2 separate regions of the Pan troglodytes genome follow, and region 2 is linked to region 1. Evidence: chromatin contacts called from public Hi-C data. All regions are on one chromosome and are shown on one strand. Each heading gives the region's core, a stretch centred on a gene start, on an enhancer-like site or on the middle of the called end of the contact. The rest is flanking DNA. Distances are from core to core; before and after follow the strand shown. Region 1 holds the start of CMIP (c-Maf inducing protein). Region 2 overlaps CMIP (c-Maf inducing protein).

Region 1 (5,432 bases), core at 1,690-4,189:
AGGACACCCCCTGCCTGCAGTGCTTGGTGACGAAAGGCAGCGGAAAGGGGATTATGCCAGTCCATCAAACACTTCCTTATAGTTCCTCTTGCCACATTTCCTAACACCAGAGCATGGCTCTGCCAAGAGAATCTTGCTCCATGGATAAGCCTCAGTCCCCAGTACTAGACAGGTGCTTTCCGGAAAGGCCCACACTACCGATGGTGCCACCTACCTGGGCTGGCCAAGGTGAGCAAGGGGCCTCTGGCTATTCAGGTCTTTCTTCCTTCCCTCTTTCTCTCAGATATACCTCCTGAGCAATCGGAGGTAAGTGGGGAGGCATTAGCCTCGAGAGCTGGCTTTCCGTAAACAGGACGGTAGCAGGGGGACACTCACTCCTGGCTTCTCCCAGAGGGAGAAGGGCTCCTCCTGGCCTTCCCACGGCAGGTCACTGTTCCTTCTAACCATTTTCCTACCCCACCACCAACAACCCTTCATTTTGTGGAGTGTAAGAGGAAAAAAAAAAAAAAAGCCCAATAAAGTCCCCCTGAGCCAGGTGAAAATTCTGAAGCCAGATCTGGGGTCTCCAGAATCCAGGCAGGGGGCACCGCGGTCACCAGTTCCTCCCCACATCAGAAACACTCCGTACTGGCAAATTTTCGGAGGCTCTCTCCCCCCTCCATCCATTGGAAAGCCAAATGCTGCGGCCTGTGGCGCGGGACGGGCTTGAGAACATGCACCAGCCTGACCGGGGACTGGGCCGCCTCCCCGCGACCAGCAATCCTCCCTGAAAAAGGAGTCTTTGCAGATATTGCACCAACGTGCCCACAGGAAAGAGAAAATAGGTGCTCTAAGCATGTCGGACCCCAAATTCAGAATAAAAGTCCTCGAGGGCTGCAACGCTCTGGGGTGGGGGGTGGGGGGTTGGTTCAAAGAGTAGGATTCTTCAGCTAACTTTTCCCCCCTCCCCATTCCTTGGGGCATGTGTCATGGCCTGTGACACACCGCCAAGGGAACATGGATGCCAAGGAAATGTCTACACACGCTACACGTTTGTGACATGCCATGTAAGCGACACCCTATTTCCTGCCTGGGTTTTCTTGGCACAGGTGTGGGCAGGCAGTGGATTCAGCCCCCTCCCACTGCGCTTAGTAAACAGGATCACGGTGGCCCCAGGGAGGAGTGTGCATTCTGGGGAAGACAAGCTACCCCTCCAATGAGGATGGGACCCCCACGGCAAGCCTCAGGCCCAAGCCACAGCCGGTATTTGAAACTGTCCTTGTTTCAAAACACAAAGCATCCTGTTCAGGCTCCTACCCGCCACCCCCACTCTCCCCTCGACCCCACCACAGCTGTCTTTCTCCACGTACGAAGAAGGCCACCATTTGCAGATCTGATTTCAGAAACAGATCAATGGTTTTTCCTCTCCGACTCATCCAGCTGACCCAGTCCTACCCATGTATTTAAAAACAATAACAAAATTAAACCTCCAGCAACAAAACACACACGTATACACACACTCTACAGACAATGCCGGACCAGGGCTCCACCAAGCAGCTTCTAGGCTAGAACTCGACCACCGCTGGGTCCTGAGATATTCCAGGACCACTGCCCCCTCCCCCTCCACTTCCAACCTCTCAATGTGCGAATGAGATTTTCAGAAAGGGAAGCACCCCGTTCTGCCTGCCAGCCCTGACAGGAAAGAGAATAAAGGACGGGTAAACCAAACAGAGAAACTGGCTTCTGGAAATTCTTTGGGTTTGGGGGTTTGGAGGTTTTGTTGTGTTGTTTTTGTTTTTTTTTTTAATCTGAGGGGTGGTATTTTGTTTTCCCCTCCCCCACCCCTCAGATCCAGATGGGCCAGGGGCTTCCAGAGAGAACCCCCACCACCATCAGGGCCCAGCGTCGGGTCCATCCTCGAGTCCCAGCCACCAGAAACACAAGAGCTGGGGTCAGAAGGTCCCCAGGCACCCAGCCTGGCGGTGGGCCGAGTCTCCAGCATTTTAAGGGTCTCTCCCGAGCCCGGTCGGCTGGTTTGGGCTTCAGACTCCAAAATCGAGCCCCGCGAGCAGGCCAGGAGCGAGGCGCCCTGGTTCTCCCCGTTCCCCCGGCACCCCCACCGCCCCCCAGGCCCTGGGCTCCAGGTGCAGCGCCAGGGGGCAGCCAGGGAGGGCGCATCTCGGGCCCCGAGGAGAGGCGGGGGTGCAGCCGCGCAGAGCCACTCACCGTGGCGGACGCCAGGCTGTTGTCGGCCAGCGTTAGGTGGTGCGGCTCCCAGCGCCTCAGGAATTTCGAGGTGAGGATCTTGCTGAGAAAGGTCCGCGGGTGCCGGATGACACAGACCTGAATGTCGCCCTCCTGCAGCAGTTTGTACCTCATCCCGTTGCAAAGCAGAAGAGCCCGGCGGCAGGGCACGGCGCCCATCTTCGTGCCTTCGGGGGCCGACACGTCGCCCCCCAGCAGCGGCTTGGTCTCCTCGATCTGCCGGGGGTCGCCGCCGCCGCCCGAGCTGCTGGTCACATCCATGGCCGCGCCGGGGGAGGGGGCTGGGGGCGGGGAGAGGGGGCTGTCCTGGGCTGCTGGGGCGGCGGGGCCCCCGGATCCGGCGGCCCGCACCCCCCCACCCCCCGGGAAGGTGGGGGGGTGTGGGGCTGGGGGCGCCCGCAGGGGAGGGGGCGCTGCCCGCGGGGGGCGGCGCGTGCGGCGGGCTGGGCCGGCCTCGGCGCTTCCTGCGGGGCTCCGGGCTTCCTCCTAGCTCGTCGGGTGCATGCTCGCGGCGGCTGACCGGGCTCGGCGGGCGACGGGGAGGGGCGGGGGAGGCCGAGGGCGGGCCGGGGCCAGGCGCGGAGGGCGGGCGCCGGGGTGGGGGCGGCGGGGTGGGGGCGGGCGTGTCTCGGGGCCCCGCGCCGCCGCGCGCGTGTGTACAGAGCGTGTGTCCGCGCGGCCGTCCGGGCGAGAGTGGCCGCGGGCGGGGCGGGCCGCGCGCCGGGCTCGCGGAGCCCGGGGCGCCCGCGCGATTGGTCCCCGCAGGGTCATGTGCCCGCCCCTCTGACGTCAATGGCGGCAACGGCGGCGGCCGCGGCGGCTTCGGCCTCTCGCGGGCGGAGTCCGCGGTCCGGGCGGGGTCGCGGCCCACGACGGGGAGGCGCGGCCCGACGGGAGGGGCAGCCCCTGAGGAGGGGGCTGGGGCGGGCGAGCCCCGCGGGGCCCCGGCCCGCCCCGCCTGGAATGTGGGGAGGGGGCGGGGCGCGGGGGCGGGGCGCGTGACGTCACGCCAGCCGCGCCCCCGCGGGTGCCCGGGCGGGAGCCCAGCCCGGCTGCCCGAGCCGGGGGGCCCGCGCCTCGCCCACCCCCGCCGCCCCCGGGCCGGACTCGGACGGGTAAAGAAGGGTACCCGAGGGCCGGGGGCTGGGTGGAAGGACGGGGACTGGAACCCTCGACCCCTGACGCCCCCTCCGCTGTCCAGGCTCAGCGGGCTGGCCAGATGGGGCCGTGGGACGGGGACGCCTCCCCGACTGAAAGTGTCCCCGCGGTGATCCGGAGGATGAGCCCACCCTGCCCTGTCTCCCACTGCGGGACCCGGCCGGCCTCGAACTCCTGGCCTTTGACGTCTGCTGGCTTTGGCCTTGGGGGTCCTCAAACCTTCTGGAGACAGGGGACGGTCCCCCCATCCCCCTTCTTTCTTCTGCTCAGGGAGACAGAGCCTCTTCTAGGAACCCACTTAAAGCCCCCCCCAACCTACACAGCCACCCCTCTTGTGCGTACCCCAGCAGCTCCCCCTACTTTACCTTCCCTGGGACCCCACCTGGTCATTTTATCTGAGTTCACAGGCCCAGCACCAGCCCACGAGAGAACCATATTCGATTCTCTTGTGACCCAGGGTATCAGGAACTGCAGCCTGGATGCAAAAAGCTCCCTTTCTGCCATCACAAGCAGCCGGCACCTAAGGCCACCTAGCAAATGCTCAGCTCCTCAGCCAGGTTTTCTTATCTCCACGTGCTCCTGCAGCTAATAACGTTAAAACCCTAGATTTTTGCCTTTTTAAGTGAAGGTGCCTCTGTAGTGAACACATGAATGTGTGCAGCGTGTGTTGAACTGCGTCGTGAACACTGCGGAATATCCACAGCATCTGTGCCGTTGGTGGAAATTATTCACACCCCCTCTCCCAAGAACAGGCAGCATGAAGGTGCTCCCCAGAGGACCCTCTCCCCGAACCTGGCCAGGGTTTCAGGCAGGGGATGAAAGGCAGGTCCCAGGCTGCATCCCTCACCAAGGAAAGAAGACTCACATCCAGCCTGCCCAGGAGATGCCTCCTCGGGGAGGCACAATTAGATTAGAAATTTAGAAATTCCTTAGCTCCCCACAATTTGCTGCCATTTCCTTCAAGTTTTGAGCTTGAACAGCCTTGAGAAAACCACCAATCATGAAGGCGCAAGCCCTAGATATGTGGGTGTTGGGGGGTGGTTGTGGCCAAGAAACCCCCCAGTCCATTAAGGGGGTGGGATTAGATCCTTTGTTCAAATTTTTTCATTGAGCTCCTGCTGTATGCTGGTCACAGGCCAGGCACTAGGGTATTAATAGTAATGACTATAATAACCACAGTGGCCAGAGACTTCCTATGTGCTAAGAATTTTGTACGCACACATCATTTTCTTCTCACACCCTATGACATAGGTGCTGTCCTCATCCTCAACCACAAAGCATGGAGGTCAGAGTCCAGAACAGTAACAGACATTGTGCTTGGTGCTCCAGGAACAGAAAGGGGGATGTCTAACCCAGTGTGGGGGACCAGGGTACTCTAAGAGTTCTTTAGGAATCAAGTAAAGAAGGGGATAGGTGCTCCAAGAAGACGAACTGGCTCCTACCAAGGCAAAGAGATGGGAGGATGCTCAGCTTGTTCAGGAAACTGAACTCACTTGCCATGGAGTGCAAGGTCCCTGGAGGAGGTGGAGCAGAGATGTAGGCGGTGAGCAAGCAGCACCCTGAAATGCAAACCCAGGGACTAGAGAAGTGGGGAGACACCACATGGGCCATGCAAAGGAGTGACTTGTACATGGCTTCTTCAAAAGGCTGCAGTGTGGCACAGATGAGCATTGCAGAGGAGAAACCTAGAGGCAAGGAGGCCAGTGAGGAGACTTTCACGCTCACCTCCCCCCACAGAAGGAAGCAACAAGGGCTAGCACAAAGTCACTGGGTGGAGTGGCCCAGTGGCAAGCAAAGCAGCTGCTGTCCACTTCAGGGACATCTGTGGACACGCCCCTACCCATACAGGGCACAAAACTCCAGTAGAAGGAGGAGATTTAGCAGGATGTAAATCCCTGATATATTCCAGGACCATTCCAGACATCCTCCATGCAGCCCAGTACAGTGGTTGATTTGTAAACATTAAGTAGGACATACCGTGATAATAATGACCGGTACCCAAACGCCAGATACTATGCTGGAGGCCTTAT
Region 2 (5,540 bases), core at 1,620-4,119, 170 kb before region 1:
CCTGAGTGTTCCCTGGGTCCTCCCAACACGTGACATGGCACCCAGCTCTGCATGGGGCCAGCCGTTCATCCCCTGTGGCTCCCCAGGTTACTGTAAGGATGACAGCTTATGAAACACTGGTCATTCCAGCCATACCCGCTGTGGGGCCAGGGGCCTGTCAAAGCTTGTTCTAAACCAGAAGATCAGAAGACAAGGAGAGACAGGGAGGCAGGGCAGGAATGAGAAGCTGACTGTACGTGCTTCACGCCCTGGTCCTGACGTCAAGGTTTCCATTGCCTGAGCCATGGGGCACAACTCAGGCTCCTCGGGTGGCTGGGGGACCCCTCTTAGAAGATCTGCTCCTGGGTCTCCAAGAAGATGAAGTTCCCTTTATGTGCCAGAAAGCTCTGAACCATCCTATGTAGAGCCAGAATCAGAAAATTAGGCCACAGAATCCGACAACTGAAAATCAGTGAAGACTACAGAAATAGGGCTCAGGATTTTGAATCTCTGTTAAGTTTACACTTGGCACAGCCTTTGGAAGTTACTTTCAACTAAGCATCTTGAGCCCCTGAAGTCCAGCCTCCCCGGCTGGACTCCCCTCAGGGTCGCCCTCACTCTGAGAGCAAGCAGTTCTATGATCCTTTTGAAGCAGGAAAACAGCTATAGGATTTGAGAACACCAGGGCGAGAATGCTATTTCAGCACTGCAGGGGATAGGAATTGAACAGCAGAGGACGAAGGGCCAGGGGCTCTTAGATAGGGGAACAAAGTTCCTCAGCTGAGCCATCTGGAAGGCATGAGTTCTCCACTTTCATGCCTCTGGGTGACAGATTGGCTTTAAGCCATCGCACCACTGCCTGAGTCGCTTTAAACAAGCAACCGAGTCAGTACTTACCTTCCACTGCAGAGAATGGAACCACTGGTCTCGCAGGTAGCTGTTGGCAGCCTGTAACGACAAGAACAGGACAGCAAGGTCCGGTCATCAGCTTGTGGCATCTCAGGGCATTTCAAGGCCAGCATGTGAGCCCCCAAGCCTGCTCTGTAGACAGCGTCTGCCCTGTGACCCTAACAAGCCTGCTGAAAGATATGCTAAGCTGAGCCTGTTGTGTGCAAAACCAAAACAGAAGGGCTGGTCAGGGAGGATTTCCTAAAAACAAGACATCACTAGCACCGTGTGCTTCCTTTGCTGTATATGAGTGACTTCAGACACTGCTGACTTGAGAGCTTTAACTGCACACACAGCTGGACTTAGGGGCATGGGAGGGGCTGGGATGAACTGGTTGGAGGCCTGGGAGTGAGGATGGTGGGGGCTGGCTGGGGGCCTGTGTATGAGGACTGTTCTAGGAACTTGGCTTTTGTTATCCACGTAGTCTCTCCTTGGTCCTCACAGCAGCCCTATGAGGTGGCACCTATCATTATGCCCGTTTCACAGAGGGAAAAATCGAGACCCTGAGATCTCACAATGAAGTGCATTCAAACCCAGGGTAGCCTGGCTTCCAAGTCTGTGCATTTAACCATGACCTTCTCCTGCCAATGGCAGAAGATCATGGTAAACGGCACCCAGCAGACCTAGGCTAAACATCACAGCGGGTGAAACAAAACCTTCTCTGATCCACCCCACACTAGCTGTGAGTCTTTGGACATCTCAGCCTCAATTTTCCCATCTGTAAAATGGGGACAATAACCCTGATTTTCCAGGGATGTTTTAAAGACCAGAAATTATTCTTGTAGAGCATCTAGAACCAGGCTTGGCACATGGCAGGTGGTCAAAAATGCAGCCATCGTTATTATTATTGTTATCATTACCATTGCCATCATCCAGTCCTTTCCAATAAAATGCAGCCCAAGGCAGCCCTCCCATCCCTCATGAGTATCACTGCGGCTCTCACTTCCTTTCTCGGTCTGCTAACAGAACAGTAATGCTATGGTGTTTCACGGGCGCCAGACACAGCTCTGAGTCCTGTGTGTGGACTGGCTCATTCAGTCCTTACAAGACAGCCCTGTGAAGTCGGTACTGTCATCTCATGGTACAAATGAGGAAACTGAGACTTTGGAAGTTAAAAACTTTCCTGAGTCTTCACAGACATGTGGTGCGGGGCCAGGAATTGAACCCAGGTAATCTGACCCCTGCCGTAAACCACAACACCGGGCCATTCCGAGTTCCCCATTGGCTACCCCTCCACCCCAGGCTGGGCCGAAATGCAGCGTGCGTTCCCCACCAGAACCCACAACCCTCTCTCCAAAGCGACCCTGCCTCTGACGGTTCAGGGGGTCTGACGAAGGCTGGAGTCTCTCTCCAAGCACGAACATCCACCTTCTGCCTCGAGGCACACAAACACGCACACACACACTCAAGCATGTAACCCCTTTGTTTCACCCTTGTTCGAGGAGATCCGGATCACGCTACAGGTGACCACCTCCCGCTCCCCATGTCATCTACGAAACATCAGCTGCTCTCCCAGGTCAGGGTCTGGAGCAATCTCTGGCCTTGCATAAATGATCCATTCCAGTAGCAAGTGTGGTGAGGACTCAGGCTCTCGTGGGTGAGCTCAGGGACTCAGAGTTTTGAACCCTGGACTGCAAGAATCCACACCAGCCACCCTGATGCTGGTGGAGCTTGAGTCTACCCAAGTGCAAAGCAGGCAGGAGGCAAGCTCTCCGTGTGACACAGGAACTCCGACAAGGGCTGAGCCTCTTACAGGTGCAGGTTCAAGTCTCGGCTCTGTCGTGTCTAGTGGTGTGACTGCAGCAAGTTGCTTGACGACCCAAGCCTGTGCCCCCTGCCCAGAGTTGCGGAGGCCAAAGAGGAGAAACAGCCCCCTGGAGAGACTGTTGCTGAGCTCCCTCCCATCAGCACTGCCCAAGCTCTACTGGTCTTGTGACAATTCCTATTCATTAGGATGACAAAATACACCCTGCTCGGGGAGAGCTGTGCGAAGATCCCAAACAATGAGCTAATCCATGAAAAGTGCTTCCTCAGCGCGGTGCCTGGCACGTGCAAACACTCCACAAACAGGGGCCAGCAGCGTCAGCAGCCACGGCCAGGTCTGTGCTGATAAATGCTTAACATCAGGCTCTCTGGAACAACAAGCCCTGATCCCGGCGTGTGCGGATTTCTGTGTTGTGAACAATCCCATTTTGGCTGATTCCACACCTTCAAGGGGATGCCCCTGGGCCAGAGCTGGGGAGAGACGGGCACGATCAGCTCTGGTGGGCAGATGCAAGCTGGGATGAGCTGGCTCCAGGGCATGCCTGGTCCACATCCATTCCTGTGCTTCCTCACACACCAAGGGGGCCAGAGAGAGAAGGAGGTGGTAAGGAAAATAAAGCCCCCTAAACATGTTCCATCCTGAATCCCTTGTGATTAAGTTATCCCGCGTGGCAACGGGACTCTGGATGTGACCAAGTTCAAGGTCTTGAGATGGGGATGATCTAGGTAGCCCAATGAAATCACAAGGGTACTCACAAGAGGGAGGCAGGAGGGCAGAGTCAGACTAAAGCAGAGGTCAGAGTGATGTGGCCATGAGCCAAGGAATACGGACAGCCTTTAGAAGCTGGAAACGAATTCTCCCCGAGAGCCTCCAGAAGGAACACAGTCCTGACACCTTGGTTTTAGCCCCATGGGACCTGTGTTGGACTTCGGACCTCCAGAACCATAAGAGACTAAATCTGTGTTCTTTTAACCACAAAGTTAGGGGCAATCAGTCACAGCAGCAATAGGAAATAAAAGCAGGAGGTACAACCAGGTTGGTATAACGCGGATGTGAGTTGTTCCACTGGCTCTGAGGGTCCACAGTGGACCCAGGCAGTGCCTGTAAGCTGCCACCGGCTGGACGGAACAGCCAAGCAAAGACAAAAAGAAGGTGGAGGAGGACACCCATATCCCTCCCTCTTCTGTGTCCACTGGCCCCGCCAAAGTGCCCTGCATATATGTCTGACCCTAAGAGGGAAGGGGCCACACATGCTCTACCTACCACTGTATCCTGTGGCCTGGAGCACCAGGAGACCAACAGGTGTTTTCTGAATGAATGAACAAAGGAATGAATGGACTAGGAGTTCCTTGAGGGCAGGGTCTTATTTCTGATTCCACAGCTAGGTGAGCAGTGCCTGGCTGGGCCAGGGCTGGTTACACTGGAATGAATGAACACAGAAACAAAGGAAGAAACAGGAAAGTGACCCAGGTGTCACAGGTGGTAGAGAATGACCAGAGGAGACTCCCTTCCCCAGCCTCTGTGGCGAAACCCAACACAGACCGTCCTCCACGATGGCTAGCCCAGCCCTTCCCATCTGGGGTCTCCCTGGCTCATGAGTCTTAGGGGGCCTTCCAGCCCTCCTCAGCAGTGTGTGAGCCAGTCCTCTGGCTTGGCCAGGCAGAGGTTCTTGCCCAGGACTCTGGATCTTGGGCAAGTGCTATGGAGATGGGGCAGGGAGAATTCACCTGGGAGGAGCTGGGTCCTGCCCTGCATCTTCCTGCACTGGTGGTGATGGGACTACCACCTGCATGCCCCGACCCCAGCTCCAGGCCATTCTCCAGGCTGCCACCGTTCTTCTAGTACATTCCTTTCCTGCTTGGGATGGCCAGATCCCATTTCGGCTGCGGGCACATGAGAGCCCTGAGGGACCTGCAGGGCCTAGTGGCTCTTGGCCCCTTCTTCCTTTTCAAAGTGGACATTCTGATGTGTTTGCCCCGTAGGCATTTTTACAGAAGGAACCAGCATTTCCACAACTGTGGCTTCTCCTGGTCACACCATTGGTGCTCCTGGCGTCTCCTCTGCCCTGAGCTCACATCCAGATGGTTCTGGCCCTGCCAGACTGGGTCCGGCCCACTGCTGAGTTGTTGGCAGGGATGGCTGACAGATCTCTCCTCCTGGGACCCAGCTGCCTGGCCTGGCCACGCCCCCTGTGACTTCCTGCTGAGCTGCATGAGCCTCCAGTCTTGGCTGGGTCCTCGTAGCCTGCCTCTCACAGCAGCACTTGATGTCTAAAGGCCTGGGACGGATTTCTTCAGAGCCACTGACCACAGACACTGCTACACATCAGTCTCTTCTCAGCCCCATCCTTCCAGGCAGAGCCATCTGGGTTTCCAAGCCTTTCCTCCCATAGGAGGGTGTGACCCCCTTCTCCAGCCACACTTGGCTTTCTGGCCACTTCTGTTCCACTCTGGGATCCTCTCAACTCTTGGAGGTCGGTGTGGCATTCCAGGAAGAAGGCAGGTTTCGGTTCATCAGCAGTTTGCAGATCCCAGCTAAACAGGTATGACACAGGCTGGCGAACTAAGTGCAATGACGCATGTCACTACCAACCACAGACCACGGGTGCTTACTCGGTACCAGGCACCACGAGAAATGCTCACACACACCTCCTCTCCTCCTCAACGCACCCATCTTACAGATGAGGAAGCTGAGGCTCGAAGCAGGCAGTGGGGTGCCTCTGCACACTCCGGCGCCTGCCCCTGCCCTCCCCACACCTCGGCCAGGACCCCATCCCTCCTCCGCTCTCCTGAAGCTTCTGGCGGCCACTTCTTCAAGCCCTCGGCCCACACCCTGAGGCTGGCTGGGT

What was found. Hi-C and Micro-C count contacts between places; a contact is called where the count stands out from the background.
Region 2: a contact with region 1 is called in a Hi-C map of stem cell-derived neural progenitor cells, with 1.5 times the contacts expected there. The contact joins the enhancer-like site here to the promoter of CMIP in region 1. A contact is called at or near these places in 1 of 7 Hi-C or Micro-C datasets (stem cell-derived neural progenitor cells) and 1 of 1 datasets of contacts at active chromatin or transcription factors (stem cell-derived excitatory neurons).

What each region holds. Positions count from the first base shown.
Region 1 is chr18:79,601,788-79,607,219 of NHGRI_mPanTro3-v2.0_pri, reverse strand. It overlaps CMIP (c-Maf inducing protein), which reads right to left and starts at 2,939. Exons shown (of 21, transcript XM_024349964.3): 1 at 2,206-2,939. The coding sequence starts at 2,505. LOC134808826 (a long non-coding RNA gene) reads left to right here and starts at 3,329. Exons shown (of 2, transcript XR_010152651.1): 1 at 3,329-3,359; 2 at 3,446-4,591.
Region 2 is chr18:79,775,675-79,781,214 of NHGRI_mPanTro3-v2.0_pri, reverse strand. CMIP (c-Maf inducing protein) reads right to left here. Exons shown (of 21, transcript XM_024349964.3): 3 at 877-927. Among named protein-coding and RNA genes, the nearest start is that of PLCG2, 160 kb to the left of the region's middle. Within about 2 kb of position 2,869, at least 8 of the 24 cell types and tissues checked have an H3K27ac peak or open chromatin away from gene starts, as enhancers often do. A contact at or near this core is called in stem cell-derived neural progenitor cells, where this site is marked.